Regions from separate parts of the Mus musculus genome. Here region 2 is linked to region 1. Evidence: chromatin contacts called from public HiChIP or PLAC-seq data. All regions are on one chromosome and are shown on one strand. Each heading gives the region's core, a stretch centred on a gene start, on an enhancer-like site or on the middle of the called end of the contact. The rest is flanking DNA. Distances are from core to core; before and after follow the strand shown.

Region 1 (2,609 bases), core at 83-2,582:
CATGTGGAGTTTCAAACTGAAGATGTGTAGCCAGGTGCTCTGGCCTCTTTTTGAGTCTCTGCAACTCTGGGGACCCACAGCCTCCACTTGTATTGACTTTATTCTCTCCCTCTCCCCCCCCTCCCCCGCACACACACACAGAGTCATGCAAGGGCATATCTTCTGCTGAAATGAAATGATTGGTCAGTAGTGGAGCACACATGTGCAAACCAATCGACTGCATGCCAATCATATGAAAGTATGGGGAACATAATTATGTATATAGTACATGAGGCTTGGTAATGACAGATCTGTTGCAACCACCACTTAAAGCTCTCCCTTGAACAGTAGGGATCCCCAACTCCAGCCAGCAAGCATAACTGAATTTATCAAGCCATCATCTGGAGCAGTGGCCTTCAGCCAGCTGTATGTGGAAACAATCTGGACCTCATGGTACCACTGCCCTGGAGGGTACACAACCATGCCACTCACACACCTTCTGAGACCTGCACTGTGTGACACCATGCCCCACATGCAGCAGCAGCAGCAGCAGCAGCAGCAACAGCATTTACTTTTGGTCTAAGAATAATAAAGGAAGCCTTGGGGATGGGGCAGTGGTAGAGGACAGATGGGATCTGCAGCCACAGAGAGCATCCTTCATGGAGACAGCACCCTTCCCCCTGGCCTCCAGATCCCAGCCTCAGCTCTGTTGGAGTCCAACCGTCCAGCAGGTGTCGCTCTCTGTTTAGTCACCATAGGCTGGGCCAGCGCAGGGATCAGGGCGCAGCACCCGTAGGAGCATCAAGATTGTGGGGAGGGGAGACACTGACATTTCCATCCAGGGGTTCCTGGGGAGGAACAGTCTGGGCCCAGGACAAGGGGACCCTTTCCTGTCTCTGGAGCTTGGCATTTTTGACCATCAGTCCTCGACCCAGGCCTGAGAAATGAAAGGCCTGTCTGTGCGGCTGAGGGCATAGAGGCACATGACCCCTTGTGCTGTAGGAAGTCTGGAAAGTTCCACAGTTCTGAGAAATGGCCCCTTGCTTCTCCTTAGGGATTTTATGACTTAGATACTAACTTAAAAAAATAAATTTCTGGGGCCCCAGGTCTGGCACTTTGAGGAGACACAGAGTTGGAGAGGGGTTCTTGTTCAAGATCAGTGAACCAGTCAGGGCTAGGAAATGGTTTCCTGGAGGGTCAAGGAAGATCAGCCTGAGGTGTGTTTGCAGAGGGACCTTTACCCAAGACCCAGACACAAAGCTAGCCTGTTCCTCCCTCAGAACACCCTTCACTTGGAAGTCTTGTGTATGTTTCGGAGTTGTGTTTCTTCCCTCGCTCTCTGAACAAGCTGGACATTGTCTGGGATGCAATGGTGCTCTGTGGGGTTTGGGCTGGCTCTGTTTTTCTCCCTGGCTTAGACCAGGAAATGTGAAGGAATGAAAGGGAGGGGGCTGGTGCGGAGTAGGCAGCAAGACTAATTTTATTTCTTCTTCTTAAAAACTTTGGGATAGAATTATCGCAATAAATATGCTCTTGTGTTTGTGTGTGTTTTCTCAGTTGTAAAGAAAAATAGGGAGCAATTCCATTCTGTCTGGGTTCCAAGCCTCTCAGAGACTCAGTGAGGCTTTTATGTGAGGATACTGACTTTGCCAGCCCACGCTCACTCGTGGACAGAGAGACCTTTCTCAATGGGAAGGAAAGCGAGGCCGTGGGAAGGGATGGTACATGAAGGGTGTTGAGGATGGGGAGATGAGAGGAAGGCCTGAGATGGACAGCAGTGGGAGCTCAGAAGCACGGGGATGGCCCAGCAGAAAGCCTCAAGGATCCTTGTGTGCCAGGGATTGATCAATTGTTAGAAGCTTGACCAGGAAAAGCTGCAGGTTCCTGCTTTTCATATCTCTGTCTCTGTCTCTGTCTCTGTCTCTCTCTCTGTCTCTGTGTGTGTGTGTCTGTGTGTTTCTGTCTCTCTCTGTGATGTGTGACTGCATGCACGCATGTGCATGTGTGTCAGTCTGTCTTTGTGTGTATGTCTCTGTATGTATGTGCCTGTGTGTTTGTGTGCATACGTGTGAATATGGTCCATAGTTGGAGGCAGGGACTTCATCAGATCACATCATTGAAAGTGTAGCTCATTCTCTCATTCTGAATTCCTTTTTTAGCAGCTCTGTCAAGACTCAGACCCAGGTCCTGGCCCTGCCGGGTCACTTACTGCCTATTAACACAAGACCTGTTCTTGCTGTTTCACAGATGGAGTGAGATGTCTTGCCAGTCAGTTCTTCTCATCTGGGCTGGGCACTGTGCCTTTGGCACTGTACACACACAGGCTGTAGCATCAGCAGGGACCCACCAGTGCCACTCTCTCCCACCAGCCTGTGTGAAACACTTAGAACCCGTGAATTGGGGACGATGGAAATAGATGTGGGAGGGGAGGCTTCCTACCTGACAGGAGGATCAGGCCAGGTGACTTTTCATAAAGAAAAAACTGTTTTCATTCAAAAGCAACACCACTGCCCTTCCAAAAGCTAGAGAAACAGGAAACAGGGAAAAGGAAAAAGGAAGAGGAGGAGGAGGAAGAGGAGGAGGAGGAAGAGGAGGAGGAGGGGGAGGAAGAGGAGAAGGAGGAGGAGGGA
Region 2 (2,609 bases), core at 65-2,564, 130 kb before region 1:
ATCCCAGGCTGGTCTGGAACTTGATATGAGCTGAGGCTGACTTTGAACTGCTGATCTTCTTGCCTCTTGAATGCTGTGATTTTATTTACTTACTTGCCCTGCTCTTTGCATGGTATTGAGAAATGAATCTTTGGTCTTGTGCATAGTAGGCAGACACTCTGCCCTTTAAGGTTTATCCTTAGCTAAGAACTCTTTTAATCCTAAGAAAGACACCTACAGAGGTAGAGCTATTAGGAAAATGCTGGAGGGGGTAGGGTATCACCCAGGGGTAAAGGGAATCCTAAAGATGCAAAGAACATCTAATCCCCAGCTCCAAAGAAAATCAGGGAAGGTAAGGGCAAGAAGGGAGAGGCAGGAACAGGAAGGAAAGGAAAGTAGAAGAGGACACACCGAGGCACAGAAAGCACCAGCCACTTGTCTTGGATCTAACAACTAGAGAACTTCAAGGTCCGTGAGCCCAGCAACTCACCTGTGACTCCTAGCTCATGGCTGCTCCAATGACATCATGCGTGTCCTTGCTGGGTGTTGGCTAGAGTATTAGGGCTGCCTTTGCTCATTTGCTTCTCAGGTATCAGTTTCCTAAAGAGCATGAGCCACTTGTCCAGCATCCCTGTGCTCATGGCAATGTAATTGGCAGTCAATGTCCAGTTGACTCTCAAAATGCTCCTCTCCACATCCTTCTTTTGATTTTGTTTGTTCTAGATAGCTCTGGCTGGCCTGGAACTTCCTATGTAGACCCGGCTGGGCTTGAACTCGCAGAGGTCCACCTGCCTCTGCCTCTTGAATGCTGGTACTAACAGCACATCCCACCATGCCCAGTGACTCCTGTATTTTTAAATATTGATCTTTGTTGAGGCTGAAGTTTATTTTACTAAGCATTTTTATGTCCAACTTAGGAAACTACCTTAAAACCGAAACCCAAACAGAAACGATGCCCATCTCTTGTGTTGTCCCAGCTTTTCAGGTTACCAGAGAGATGTGTGTGGGAAAGGGAAGAACGAGGAAGTTCAGGCGTGGGTCAGCAGAATCTCCCAGATGTTTTCAAGCATACAATGTATTAGTCTTCTCTGGAGCATTTTTGTGAGAGGGGACATCTGACTGGCTTTTTCAGGAACACAGATCCTGCTCTCAGAGAGGACATTCACTGCTTTGTGTACTATCAGACATTGCTGTCTTCATTGTGATTCATGTCCTGGGGGGTGGGGTGGGGTGTGGCAAGACTTCTGGAGAGTTTGGAAAGTGGGGTAGGGTCTGAGGCAAAGAATGTGCTGATGTGGACGTGCCTACACAGCCCCAGGCACGGTGCAGACAGGCACCCGACAAAGCCCTCTGAGCTCCCTGGGGAGATGCAGACTTCTGATAGGGCAAAAGGCACCGGGTGTGTAAAGCATAGGCAGATGAGGAGCATGCCAAGTCAGGCTGCGACTTGAAATTCCCCAGGCTTAAGCAACTGTCCCTCCTAATTTGTCACATACCTCTCCTTTTACCAAGCACCCCCCCAGCCCCCAACATTTGTGTTGGAACCTTGGACTTACCCACACCCACCACTCCACAATGCTGTTTACATAATGTGACAAGGTCACACAAACGGGTCACAGAACTAGGGCTTAGTGCCAACACCTTGAAGATAGGGGAGAGGGGCGGCGGGGGGGGGACGGGACGGACGACGACACTCTACTGTTTTGAGATGAAGTCTCATTTTGTAGTCCAAACCAGTCTTGCATTTTCAGTCCTCCTGCCTCAGCCTCTTAAGGTGGGATTATGTGATGGTAAATTAATCCCCTCCAGTGAGAATTTACTCCAATTACACAGGGAATAATAAGGAAAAAAAAAAAACCCTCTTTAATAGCAGTGCAAGTCTGGCTCTGGCTAATACCCAAAGAGAAACTGGACCCTGAACCTGGATCCCTTATGGCTTATACAAATGAGTTGCCTTTGGGCTCACAGCCTCATACTTTGGGCAATTAAACACTTTTACAGTTTGGGCAATTAAACACATTTTACAGAGTCAGGAAATTGCAAGTTTGGACACTTTAGACATATGGGAGATTTAAGTAAGGCATTGTCAAAGTTATCTGAAACAAGCTGAGTTTTTTTTAGGGGCAGCCATGAACCAATGTCATTCTGCCTGCCTGGCAGAATTACACTCTTCTGAATAAAAGGCACAGGATTTAAAGGACCAATAGAAGCCAACACCATCTATGAAACTTTCCTGTGGAGGCAAAAATCCTTTGGCTAAGTTTTACTTACATGTAACTTAATATAAGCAAGTTTATTGGTAAACCCTTCATACATCAGTCTGACTTCCACTTCCTTGTTCAACCACAAGTCTGTGCCACCACACTCCATAAATCTTTACTTTGGAGGGAGAGAGTCTGGACTTGAAAATGTAGGGGTGTCTGAGTCATGTGATTACATTGCATGTTGGGCAGAGGGAAAACCAGTAGAGAGGTGAAGACAGCCAGGTTTGAGATGGTCCCTGGATTGCAGCCTTCTTCAAGATCTGGGTTAAGAAACGGTGGGCAGCACTCCGGAACCTGAGGCAATGGATAGACATCCCACCCTCATTCCTGGCTCCCCCCATCCCAAGATGGCTGGGGCTCAGGGTC

The links. HiChIP or PLAC-seq counts read pairs in DNA pulled down with a chosen protein or histone mark.
Region 2: an HNF4G HiChIP or PLAC-seq map of pancreatic cancer cells shows a contact between it and region 1. The contact joins two enhancer-like sites. A contact is called at or near these places in 1 of 484 Hi-C or Micro-C datasets (embryonic stem cells) and 2 of 115 datasets of contacts at active chromatin or transcription factors (embryonic stem cells and pancreatic cancer cells).

What each region holds. Positions count from the first base shown.
Region 1 is chr7:79,079,079-79,081,687 of GRCm38.p6, reverse strand. The region is part of intron 1 of Acan (aggrecan); the gene reads right to left. Among named protein-coding and RNA genes, the nearest start is that of Gm26633, 27 kb to the right of the region's middle. Within about 2 kb of position 1,332, at least 14 of the 459 cell types and tissues checked have an H3K27ac peak or open chromatin away from gene starts, as enhancers often do. A contact at or near this core is called in pancreatic cancer cells, where this site is marked.
Region 2 is chr7:79,210,321-79,212,929 of GRCm38.p6, reverse strand. No RefSeq gene overlaps it. Among named protein-coding and RNA genes, the nearest start is that of Gm39040, 36 kb to the left of the region's middle. Within about 2 kb of position 1,314, at least 55 of the 459 cell types and tissues checked have an H3K27ac peak or open chromatin away from gene starts, as enhancers often do. A contact at or near this core is called in pancreatic cancer cells, where this site is marked.